Linked DNA regions of Mus musculus: region 2 is linked to region 1. The links are chromatin contacts, called in public Micro-C maps. All regions are on one chromosome and are shown on one strand. Each heading gives the region's core, a stretch centred on a gene start, on an enhancer-like site or on the middle of the called end of the contact. The rest is flanking DNA. Distances are from core to core; before and after follow the strand shown.

Region 1 (5,890 bases), core at 2,415-4,914:
AAGTGAGTGGGGGTTGACAGGAGCAAGCAGAGGTCTTAAATATTCAACTCCCAGCCGAGCATGGTGGCACACGCCTTTAATCCCAGCACTTGGGAGGCAGAGGCAGGCAGATTTCTGAGTTTAAGACCAGCCTGGTCTACAGAGTGAGTTCCAGGACAGCCAGGGCTACACAGAGAAACCCTGTCTCAAAAAAAAAAAAAAATTTAAAATAGGGGCGAGGGGAGATGAGATAGGGGGTTTGCAGAGGGGAAACCAGGAAAGGGGGTACAACATTTGAAATGTAAATAAATAAAATAACCAATAAAATAAATAAAATTTAAAGTATTTTCAAATGCACGAGGGAAAGGTACGTTTGTCTGGACACAACCTCACAGGGAAGGAACTTCTACCTTCGCCTTTGTGTCACCTCGTTTTACAAGGACACACAGGTGGATGTGCTGGGACTTTGGTCTAAAGTCACACAGAGGGATGTACCAAAGCTGGGAATTCAGGTTTCCTTTTAAAGTCTTTTGTGTCTCAGAGGGAGAGGGACTGAAGTCTTTAGAGCTAGAGAGAAAATACTCAGCTACCCATGATGCCCTTGGTGACTCCTTCTTCCTCTGTTTCCTTCCTTCCTTCCTTCCTTCCCTCCCTCCTCCTCTCCCCTCTCTTCCTAGCCCTCCTTCCCTCCCTCCTCCTCCCCCTCTGCCTCCAGTGACTCTGCTCACTGGATTGAAGGCAGCTCCCTCCCAGGCTGCCAGGCCACTGAGTCAACCCAAGCCCAGCAAGGCCCAAGGTGAGGGTCATTGCCAGCTGAGTCTAAGGCCCGAGTCATTTCCTGACCCTTGCTCAAGAGGAGCCGAGAGTGGCCAGCTGTGCTGTGCCGAGGGGGGGGGAGTGGGGGGGTGGCTCTCCTGGGCTCCTTACCTTTCTGAGTTCAGCTCTCCCATGTTACAGAGACTCTAGCCCTCTTTCTCCTCTCAAGCCAGGAGAGCGCATCTCTCAGGGCTAACTCTCAGTAGCCCATGACCAGCCATAGAGTCTGGCTTCCAGAAACATGGTTCCTTCATCCAGAACCGTCAACCCAAAGGGTCTCAAACTCCTACTGTCTGCCCCTCCTTTGTCTTCCCATGGGGTCTTGGGACCAGAAGAAAGATGGAGCAGGAAACGGGCTGAACTGAGAAGTCACATTCTTAGCAAGATTCCAACTGATTTGGAGACACCATTAAACCATTGTTCCAGGGACTACCATGCCAGCTTCCTTACCCCACTCTGCCCGTCTCCAGCCTTGTGACCTTTAGCTAATTACTTAAGCCCTCTGTGTCTGTTTGTCACCTCTCTGGCGAGGGTGCTCAGCCTGACTCACTGGCCTTCTGCCCTGGAGTGGAATATGTAAAACACACTAATGGTTGGCACATGGCAAGCACGTATGTTTATTAGATAATTTTTCATACCCAATGGGCTGACTCGGTCATTCTTAGACATTCTTTGATATGTTCTTAAGATGAGTAACACACAGATGCCCCGCCCAGAACATGTCTGTGGGGTTGTTCTCCCCAGTGGTCGCAGACCGTGTGGCTGCGTTTGGGGTCTGCAGACAGCTTGATGGGTCTCCCAGCTAGCACATGGCTCTCTTGTGAGCCTCTGTCCTCTGACCAATGAAGCAAGCTGGCTCCCTTCCCTTTCACAGAGAAGCCAGAGAGGGTGGGACATGTTCCAGGGCATGCATGACTGAAATTGAGAACAAAGTCTCCCTGGGACCACCCAAGACAACGCCATTCACGTGGCCTTAGAAATCAAGCAAAGATCTATACTCAGAATTAGACATTTACTCTGGAGGCAGAATCAGGGCAATATCTATGAGTAAAAGACCAGCCCAGTCTACATAGAAAGTCCCAGGCCAGCTAAGGTACATAGTGAGATACTGTCTTAAAAACCATCACCAGGGAGTGGGTGGGTAGGGGAGTGGGGGTGGGTGGGTAAGGGGGACTTTTGGTATAGCATTGGAAATGTAAATGAGCTAAATACCTAATAAAAAATGGAAAAAAAAAAAAAAAAAAAAAAAAAAAAAAAAAAAAAAAAAAAAACCATCACCAGCCAGGCTTGGTGGCACACACCTTTAATCCCAGCACTCGAGAAGCAGAGGCAGGTGGATTTCTGAGTTCGAGGCCAGCCTGGTCTACAAAGTGAGTTCCAGGACAGCCAGGGCTACACAGAGAAACCCTGCTCGAGAAAACAACAACAACAACAATAAAAACATCACCACCGGGCTGGAGAGATGGCTCAGCGGTTAAGAGAACTATCTGCTCTTCCAGAAGCCCTGAGTTCAATTCCCAGCAACCACTGTAATGGGATCCAATGCCCTCTTCTGGTGTGTCTGAAGACAGCTACAGTGTACTCATATACATAAAATAAATTAATCTTAAAAAGCTAAAAACAAAACAAAACCATCACCACCAGTATCAAACAAACTCCGGTGGATGTTTAAATCTTTGTGAACTCTGGGGACTGTAGAATTAGCAGCCGTCGACTCTGGGTGTAAGACAGCAAATCTCTCATGAGAAGAAGGATTGGATGCCTGGAGTTTGTTTCAGAAAAATGGGGAAGAGGAATAGAGTCTGAGCCCTGGTCAGTCGCTGAGCCTTAGGATCTGAGAGTCCTGCTTACTGAAAAGACAAGAGTCCTGGGGTCACAGGAGCTCATGTAGAACCCCATGAATTGTAGGGTTCTTGTGTTGTTGTTGTTGTTTGGGGATCTCCGGAGGGTTTTCTGGGAGGAGGGGTGTTGAGACAGAGTTTCTCTGTGTAGCCTTGGCTGTCCTGGAACTCTGTAGACCAGGCTGGCCTCAAACTCAGAAATCCACCTGCCTCTGCCTTCCAAGTGCTGGGATTAAAGGCGTGTGCACCACGATGCCTATTTTTGTTTATTTATTTGCTTATTTGTTTTGTTTAACTATGTGCATGATGACCTGGGTGCTGGAAGCCAAACTCAGGTCATCCTCAAGAGCGGTGCAGTCTCTAACCTGCTGAACAACCTCTCCATCTTTCTGTGGGGTCTCACTATGTAACCTATGCTGGTCTCCAGTTTACTGCGTAGTCAAGAATGACGTTATTTCTCTATCCTTCCTTCCTCCCTCCCTTCCTCCCTTCTTCTCCCCTTCCCTCTCTTCCCACCCTCTCTATCTCTCCCTCCTTTCTTCTATCCCTCTCTTCCTTCTCTGTTCATTCTCTGTATCTCTCCTCTCTAGTCTCTCCTCTCCCTTCTTCCTCAGGGTCTCACCTAGTCTGGCATTGAACTATGTACTGAACTGGACTCAAAATCGTAGCAATTCTCCTGTCTCTGCCTCTATCTCCTGTGTTGAGTACAGACCTGAGCCACCACGCCTTACATGTGAAGGGTATATTTCTTAAACTAGCCCAACTAGCAACAAGTTGAGCGCCCCCCCCCCCGCGCCCTAACCCCATTCCCAACTCTTCCTACAGTCTCTAGGCAGCCTCGCAGGCACCCCTTTCCCGCAGGGCACCCCCCTCCTCCCTCAGCACCTGCAGCAGGTGGCTGGTGGGGCCTGGGGCGTTCGCCGGTGATGGGCGGAGTCCGGAGCGCGGGCGAGCGGTGGGCGGGCCGGGGCGGGAACGTACCTGGGCGAGGCGGCAGGTGCGCCGCCCCACGGGGGAGGAGCGGGCGCGGGGCGGGAGGGGACCGCGGCGGGACACCCGGGCCGGGAGCCCGCGGGCAGCCACCGCAACCTCCTCGCAGGACCGCCACCACGGGGTCCGGGATGAGCCTCACTCGGAAAAGGGGCTTCTACAAGCAGGACATCAACAAGACTGCCTGGGAGCTACCCAAGACCTACCTGGCGCCCGCGCACGTCGGCAGCGGGGCCTATGGAGCGGTGTGGTGAGACCCGGGGACCCCAGGAATCAGAGGAGCCACGGGCCACCCCTCGGCAGCCTCCCCGAGTGAGCCCGGTGGCAGTGGGGCCCCTGTGGGTTGAGTCGCTGGCGAATCTGGTTCTCCAAGGCTGTAACTTTTTAAAAGGGATCTCGGAGTTCGTGGGACAGATCCCTGCGGTTGCAGATGAGGCCCCAAGAGGGGAACTTGCCAAATCGCAGAGCAGGGACTCCTGGCCTGCTCTGCATCCTGTCAGCAAGAACTGCTTCTCTCCTTGCTCTGCCGCCCCTTCCTTGGCGTCGCCCCCTACTCACACACACTCTCTCTCTCTCTCTCTCTCTCTCTCTCTCTCTCTCTCTCTCTCTTTCTGCTGGTCTCCGGCCAGCCTGGGGAGCACAGAATGGGGGTGGCCTAGGACAGGGCTGGAGGGATCTCCAGTTTAGGCCCTTTGCGCCGCCCCTCCCCCTCACCTGCCTGTGACCCCGCAGCTCGGCCATCGACAAGCGGACAGGGGAGAAGGTGGCCATCAAGAAGCTGAGCCGGCCCTTCCAGTCGGAGATCTTTGCCAAGCGCGCTTACCGCGAGCTTCTGCTCTTGAAGCACATGCACCATGAGAACGTAGGCTGCCTCGGGGTGTGGATGTGCCGGGGATCGGAGGGCAGGGAGAGGGGCCCAGGAGGGGCCTGCCCAGGGTCGTGCGCGCAGGGCCAGGAGAAAGAACTTCCTCTGCTCCACCCTGGTTTCTCAGCTCTCTAAGGAGAGCCCAATGAGAAGATGCCAGGGCCTGCCCAGCTCGCTTCCCAGAAAACACACAACCTTTTCTTGATTGTGAGGAGGAAGTAGGCACAGGGGAGCTTCGCGATTGGTTCTGTGAGGACTCCAGTCCGATGAGCCTGGGCACTTGAGCTAAAGCTGCCTCCATTCTGGCCACTCTAAGTCTAACAATAAATACTGAGTATTTAATGCATGCGGGGGTGGGGGCTGGCTAACTTTTATAATCCTCTCCGTAACACATGCCAAGGCACAGAAAGGTTTCCCCGGTTCTGCAGCGGCAGAGCTGAGGTTGGAAGGGGCGGGAGGCAGAGCCTGGTGCCTGACCATTTGACCATCCTGTCTGATGGAAACAGACCCCGTGACCCAGCTCTGGGCCAGGCAGAAGGGCTAGGGTCCATTTCAAATAGAGCCTTGTACATCGTGAACCCTAATCCTTTCAGATAACCTTTCCTCAGTGGCCTCCAGCTTCGAGGTGGAGGGGACTTGCCTCTAGCTCTGGACAGACTGACAGATGTGGCTAGAGACCCGGGGTCCAAGGCTAGAGCTGAGGTCCAGAGTCCCAAGGACCTGGAGTTCTCATCCTTCTCTCCTCTTCCCCCCTTGACCCTCAAGATTTGTTAGTTACAAGTGGGACTGTTCACCCCAAACCCCAAATTTGGGATCAAACTTACCTTGTTCTCAGCCATCTCTCCAGCCCAGGCAAATGTCCTCTTCTGCCTGGGCCCCCAAACTGTTCCCATGCCAGCTGGGGCCACCTTCCGTAGCAGAGGGTGACCTGGATGGTGGCCCTGGGTGGCTGAGACCCTCAGGACAGGGAAGAATGGCGTTGGCAGCGCACCCTCACTGGTGGCCTCTCTCCAGGTCATTGGGCTTCTGGATGTCTTCACCCCTGCGTCTTCCCTTCGGAGCTTCCATGATTTGTGAGTCGGGCTGGATTGGGGTGTTGGCAGATCTTAAGGCTGGCTCGGGAATACTTTGGGGCAGGGTAGCTTCCGCGCAGAAAGGGGTCCGTCCCCCCCCACCTAGCAGTTCTTGTGCCTCTGCTTTTACATTGAGATCTTCCCTGGAGAGGTCCCTTGGCTGTGGGTGGAAGGGCTGTAGGGTACCTGCCCCCCCCCCCCAGAGCTGTCTACACAGCTCCTACCCTTGTTATCAGACCCTGGCACCAAGAAGAGCTGCTGGCCCTCACAGGGTGTGTACTGACTCTCCTCACCCATTCCTGGTGGCCAGGTGTGACTTTGGACTT
Region 2 (5,906 bases), core at 1,131-3,630, 400 kb after region 1:
TGGGTCTTCCGTTTCCTGCCTGTGTCATTTGCCCGTATGGTTCTGCTGAGAGCCCAGCACATATTTGCTGAATGTTAGAATGTCCAGCCCACCAGCCCTCACAAATCAAGGACCAAAGTGGTCTCTGGTGGTAACAGTTACTCAGCGGCAGTGCCTGCTGCTGCCCACGCAGGATGAAAGGTGGAGTTGACTCCTGCATGACTCTTCGCTGTCTAACCTTGACTGAGTCACTTCCCTGCTCCTCTCCATGATAGTGGATGCCAGTGTGGCCTCTCACAGTGCCCAGTTCCTGGGGATTCCCCACATGCACACCCGCTTTTCCTTCCTGCAGAGATTCCCTGAGGCTGATGGTTCTCTGCTACCCACTCACCTAGATGGGACCCCTGCCCTTCAGCCTGGCTTTTGGCTCAGGGCAATGCCCCTCCATTGCGACAGGGGGCGCTACTCACCGTGCCAGAATTCACGTATTTCTTTTTCTTCATTTTCTTTTTTGGATTTATCACCTGTAGGGAAAAGTAACCACTGTTTGAAAGCAGTCGGGACAGTTTCGGGGCTCCCAGCAGACCTGGGTGTGGCTTGGGCATCAGCCCAGCAGGGTACGGGTGTGACCGCAGCTTGGGAAGGGCTTTGCCAGGCTTTGTGAGATGCTGGCACTTGGGCATCCTCATTAACCCTGAGTCCCAGTATCCATCACACTGAGACAGTTTCTTTAGCTTTGTCTCCCAATACCCTTAAACCTGCCAGAGCAACCAGGTGTTGCAAGACAACTCTGCCCACGCCTGCCTGTGCTGGCTGGGCCGCTCTTTTACCCCCTACACATTTGCAGTCCTGCCTTCCCCATTCTCCTTGGGGCTCCCACTCAGGGGTGCCCTGAGCCTATGAGCCTGGCTCTGGGCCACCCTGACCCACAGTAGGAAGCTTCCAAACCAAACCTGCTCGTCCCATGACAAGGCTCCGCACAGTAGGCTCTGTAAAGACTCAGGATGTCTCTGTCCCCCCACTAGTGACAACAGTGGGTGACACCCTTCACCCCTGACATCTAGTAAAGTCTGTAGGTGGTTGTCACCACTCGGGGAGCGGGTGGGAGGTCAAGACGCTGCCTCAGAGCAGTGACCCAGCTGTAGTTGTGGTTACTGGTGTTGGAGAAGCCCTGGGGCTGGGAGGAGGGCCACCTTGTCCTGGTGAGCCATGCTGCACGGAGCTCTCTGTTCCCAGGCTCAACACGAGAGATCTGGGCTTTCTCTGGTGTGCAATCAACAGAGCCAGGCTGTTCTCAAACTCTTATCCCCTCTCCCACATGGCATATCCCACGTGCCTCTCTTGGGGATCTTTCCTATGTCTTTTTATTTGTTGTTTTTTCAAGACGGCATTCCCTACATAGCTCTGGCTGGCCTGGAACTTGCTCTGTAGACCAGGCTGGCCTTGAACTCGGAGATCCACCATCTGCCTCTGCCTCTCAAGTGCTAGGATTAAAGGCGTGCGCCACCAGCTTCCTGTCTTCCCTCCCTATGTCTTTAACTGCAGTTTCTTCGGTCTAACAAGGATTGATGCCCACTTCAGAGACGAAGGGAACCAGGACACAGAGATGCCAGGCGATTTGCTTAAGTCACACAGCCATCTGGGTAGACACAGGAAGAGAAACCTGTCTCCAGGCCAGCGGTGCATACGTACAGAGCTGTCACCCGTGATGGATGAGTGACAAGTTCAAATGGGAGGGCTGGCATCATGCTCAGGTGGGGACTGAGGCTGGGTCTGAGATGCTGAACATCCTAGAAGTGCCTCTCTAGCCATGGGGCAGCCTTCTCTAATACCACCTGGCTGCCAGGCAGAAGGGCAGAGTTGCAGACTCAACATTAATGTTTACCCAGCTGAGCTTATTCGGGGTTTGGAACAAAATGTACCTCCGACCCCTGCTTCACGGTTCCCTGCAGCAGAGTGGAGCGAGCAGAACACGGTTTAGGGGTGTAGATTTCTTTATAGTACCTCTTAGACTCATTTTGGTTTGCTTTCTATTGTTGAGACAGGGGTCTCACCGTGTAGTCTAGGCTGGCCTTGAGGTCACATTCCCCTGCTTCTGCTTTCTGAGTGGTGGGGACCACAGATACACACAACCGTGCCTGACACATTTCTTTGAAGCCTTTGGCATTATCTTTAAATTAACGTGTAGTCAGTCACACTTCCGCTCTCTGAACCTACTCTTTTTTTTTTTTTTTTATGTTAAAGCAACCGTTGGCGTCAGATCTGAGCGAAGTGGACAGTGAGTTAGCACCCTGTCTGCTCTGAGCTCTCCTGGGATTTCCTAGAACCTCCCTCATCCTAGCCTCTCTAGCTACAAGTGACTGTCAGGCTTCACACAGGGCCACAGCACCCCCTAGGGACGCTACAAGGAACTGGCCCGCTCCACTAGGCGGCTACCTTTCCCCATGTCTGAAATCTGGTTTCCTGTGCACCAGGCTGCTGGGAATGCAGAATGAACCGGCCCACCTCTGAGGGTCTCATGGTCATGGAAAGGCCCCAGGCACAACCTCGGGAAGAAGAGTGTGCCTGTAGAGACTTGCAAAGGTGATGACTTCCTTGAGGGGACATTTGAGAAAGCCTCTGGGGACCATATTGATCAGAAGTGGGACCATATTGACTCAGTAGAGTCCTTGGGGAGGCAGCAGCTTCAGTGCTCGGGGCCCAGACAGACATGAGCCGTGCCTCTCTTCACAGAAGGAGCACACTCCCCTCTGTAGGCCCGTGGGGCTCAGGTGTGGTGACAATGGGGTCAGGTTAATACTCAGTGCCAGCTTAAGTGGAGATCTGCCTTAACATTAGAGAGTGGGGGTGTGGGGTGAAGTTCATTTCAAGGCAACACGGAGCCACACCCAGAGCATTCTGGTCACTGTGGAGGTTAGAAGAGACTAGAATCCTATTGCAAAGCCCCACACCCTGCAGAGGATGGTGGGAGCTCAGGAGGTGGGGGGGGGGTGTGCTGTTGGGGATCACTGGAGGGGTTGGAGACTGGAGGCTTGTCTGGGGCTGTCAGAAGGACAGTAGGACTTGAAGAGGCTCAGCGTCTGAGTGATTCTTTAGCAGAGGCTGGGTCCCAGGAACAGCTGCTTTAAAAGTGTGTCCCGCCAGGGTGGCTTCAGGGTTGGAGGTGGGGTGTTGACTGGTGAGGACCTTTTTCACACTCCTGACTCTAGCAAGGGCTTCCTGGGCCCACTTGGCCTCCTGGTGACACCCCTTGGGTCCAAAGCTGCCCCCCCGGGGGTGGGGGCGGGGCGCCAGAAACGGAGGTGGTTTTCCCCTGGCTCAGGCAGCTCGTATCTTGTTGATTGCAAAGAGGCTGTCTGAGGAAACGGAAGGAAACCGGCCGCCCCATCTGTGCAGCTTCCGATTTCCATTTCACCCAAGACTTCACAGCCACTGGAAGCCAAACCCCAAGAGAGATAACTGCTCCACCCACTTCCCAAAGAAAGGTACAGTCTGCCTTGCCTGGGCTAGGGGACTCCTTCCCCAAAACCACTATGAAGGTCGGAAAGATAGTTCAGTGGTTAAGAGCACTGGCTACTCCTCCAGAGGACCACAAGCTTTGTCTGAAGACGTGGGGCCACTCTGGAGTTGGGACCTCAGGTCTTGGCTTGTTAGACATCTTTCCCTTCCTTCCTGGTGCTCTTCCTGTGGTGTGTGTTGGAGGTGTGTGTGTAGGGCCGGGGAATGGTGGTGTGTGTGTGGGGGAGGGGAGTGGCTATTAAATTACTTTTATAAAAATTTATTTATTTATTTTTATGTATGTGAGTACACTGTAGCTATACAGAGCTGTACAGATGGTTGTGAGCCTTCATGTGGTTGTTGGGAATTGAATTTTAGGACCTCTGCTCGCTCCAAGTCAACCCCTCTTGCTCCAGTCAGGCCTGCTGGTTCAGTTCCTGCTTTCTCTGGCCCAAAGATTTATTTATTATTATACATTATTATACACCAGAAGTGGGCGTCAGATCTCATTACGGATGGTTGTGAGCCACCCTGTGGGGGCTGGGATTTGAACTCAGGACCTTCAGAAGAGCAGTCAGTGCTCTTACCCGCTGAGCCATCTCGCCAGCCCGCACCCAGGACTTTCTTAAGGACCTATCAGAAGTGTTCTGCAAGGGGTGGAACTCAAGAACTTGGAAGTCAGATGACTTAGCGCTGTGTGTTTGTGTGGGGGTATGGTGTATGGTTGGGTGTGTGGTGTATGAGGTGTGTGGGGAGATCTGTGAAATGGAAACATGAAACCCACCTTGTGAGACAATCCGGAAATCCCTGGCCCCAACCCCTCTCAGAGCTCCTGGGTCCTTGCTGACCCAGCACCCCCATGAGGAGAGACCCCACCCCTGGAGCATCTTACCTCATAGATGTTGAACTGACTCTGGCCACGTGCCAGCTCCCGGTAGCTGGTGGTGAACTCCCCAATGAAGTCATGGCTGCAAGAGAAGATGCTGCTGAGGCTGGAGGCCCAGGGTACCGATGGATGTCGATGTCGCCCACTACAGCCTCTCCCAGACCTGCCCCGCCCCCATTCTGCCAGGGCCTCCACCCCAAGTCACAGAGTATGGGAAGGGAGCCGTGGACCAAGAAAGCCAGGCTACTTGACAGAATTCGGAGTCCCAGAGGAAGGAGCCACAGGTCTGCTTGGATTCTCATTTAAATGAGCAAGAGAAGGCATCTGGGGACAATCTCTGCAGAGGGAACGACTCTGGATGACAGTCAAGTACTGTTCAATGTCAGGTGGGATAACTGCATTGAGAGTTACGTGGCAGAAATGTGCTTATTTTTTTAGACATTTCTAATGAAATATTTAGGGGTAAATGCCACCGTGGAATCTCCTTTAAATTGCATTAGTAAAATATAGATAAGGTGATACAGTAAAATTTAACAATTGTCAAATTCAAGTGACTGGCTTAAAGGTATTCATTAGCTCCGCACTGCTGAGACAGTTTCCCCAAACAGGGCCTCACTACGTAGCCCTGGCTGTCCTGAAACATTCTAATGTAGACCAGGCTGGCCTAGAACTCCACTTGCCAATGCCTCCTGAGTGCTGGGATTAAAGGTTCATCCACTGTACCCAGCTCAATAACATTTAAAAAAATTGTTTGTTTGTTTTTTTTTTTTTTTTTGGTTTTTCGAGACAGGGTTTCTCTGTATAGCCCTGGCTGTCCTGGAACTCACTTTGTAGACCAGGCTGGCCTCGAACTCAGAAATCCGCCTGCCTCTGCCTCCCGAGTGCTGTTTATTTTATTTTTATTAATATTTTGGGCTTTCGGAGACACTGTCTTGTGCATCCCAGCTTAGTCGTGAACTTGTGTCGGCAAGGGTGGCCTTGAACTCCTGTACCTTCTGCCTCTGCTTCCGGAGCGCTGGGATGATAGACGTGACCACCATATGCCTTTCTTATTAACTTTTTCTTTCTGAGATAGCTCCCCATTGTGTTGCCCAGGTTGGCCTCAAACTCCAATCCTCCTACCTCAAACTCCCAAAGAGTCTCATATAGATAGGCACATGAAACTACAGTTGGATCTTTTCCAACCTTCCTTTGGTGCTGAAATGGAACGCCGGGACTTGAACACATTATACCAGGGCTCTGCCTCCAAGCCACATACCCAGGTCTCCCACTAATACTTCCTAAACAGGCAAGGAGAGCCAGGTGGCAGGGGTCTTTTTCCAGACTGTGTCTATATTAAACACAGGAAGAACTTGCATAAACAGCACTCCCAACAGGCCTGAGTCCTTGCTAGAACACAGTGCTTAGCACTGTAGCTCTAGCTGGGACATCCAGTTAGCTGTCCAGGTGTCCCTGGGGCCATGCCCTGTTGTGAGCCCACGGTAGCTTTTGTTTATTTTGATTTTTTTTAAAGCCATACAAAGTAATGGATTTCATTGTGAAA

What was found. A called contact is a pair of places that touch in the nucleus more often than the background predicts.
Region 2: a Micro-C map of embryonic stem cells shows a contact between it and region 1, with 1.7 times the contacts expected there. The contact joins the enhancer-like site here to the promoter of Mapk13 in region 1. A contact is called at or near these places in 1 of 15 datasets of contacts at CTCF or cohesin (embryonic stem cells) and 4 of 484 Hi-C or Micro-C datasets (the N1E-115 cell line, cerebellum and embryonic stem cells).

Annotation. Positions count from the first base shown.
Region 1 is chr17:28,765,653-28,771,542 of GRCm38.p6, forward strand. Mapk13 (mitogen-activated protein kinase 13) reads left to right here and starts at 3,665. Exons shown (of 12, transcript NM_011950.2): 1 at 3,665-3,876; 2 at 4,359-4,488; 3 at 5,506-5,564. The coding sequence starts at 3,758.
Region 2 is chr17:29,168,956-29,174,861 of GRCm38.p6, forward strand. It overlaps Cpne5 (copine V), which reads right to left. Exons shown (of 21, transcript NM_153166.2): 12 at 4,370-4,445; 13 at 450-503. Among named protein-coding and RNA genes, the nearest start is that of Rab44, 58 kb to the left of the region's middle. Within about 2 kb of position 2,381, at least 104 of the 459 cell types and tissues checked have an H3K27ac peak or open chromatin away from gene starts, as enhancers often do. A contact at or near this core is called in embryonic stem cells, where this site is marked.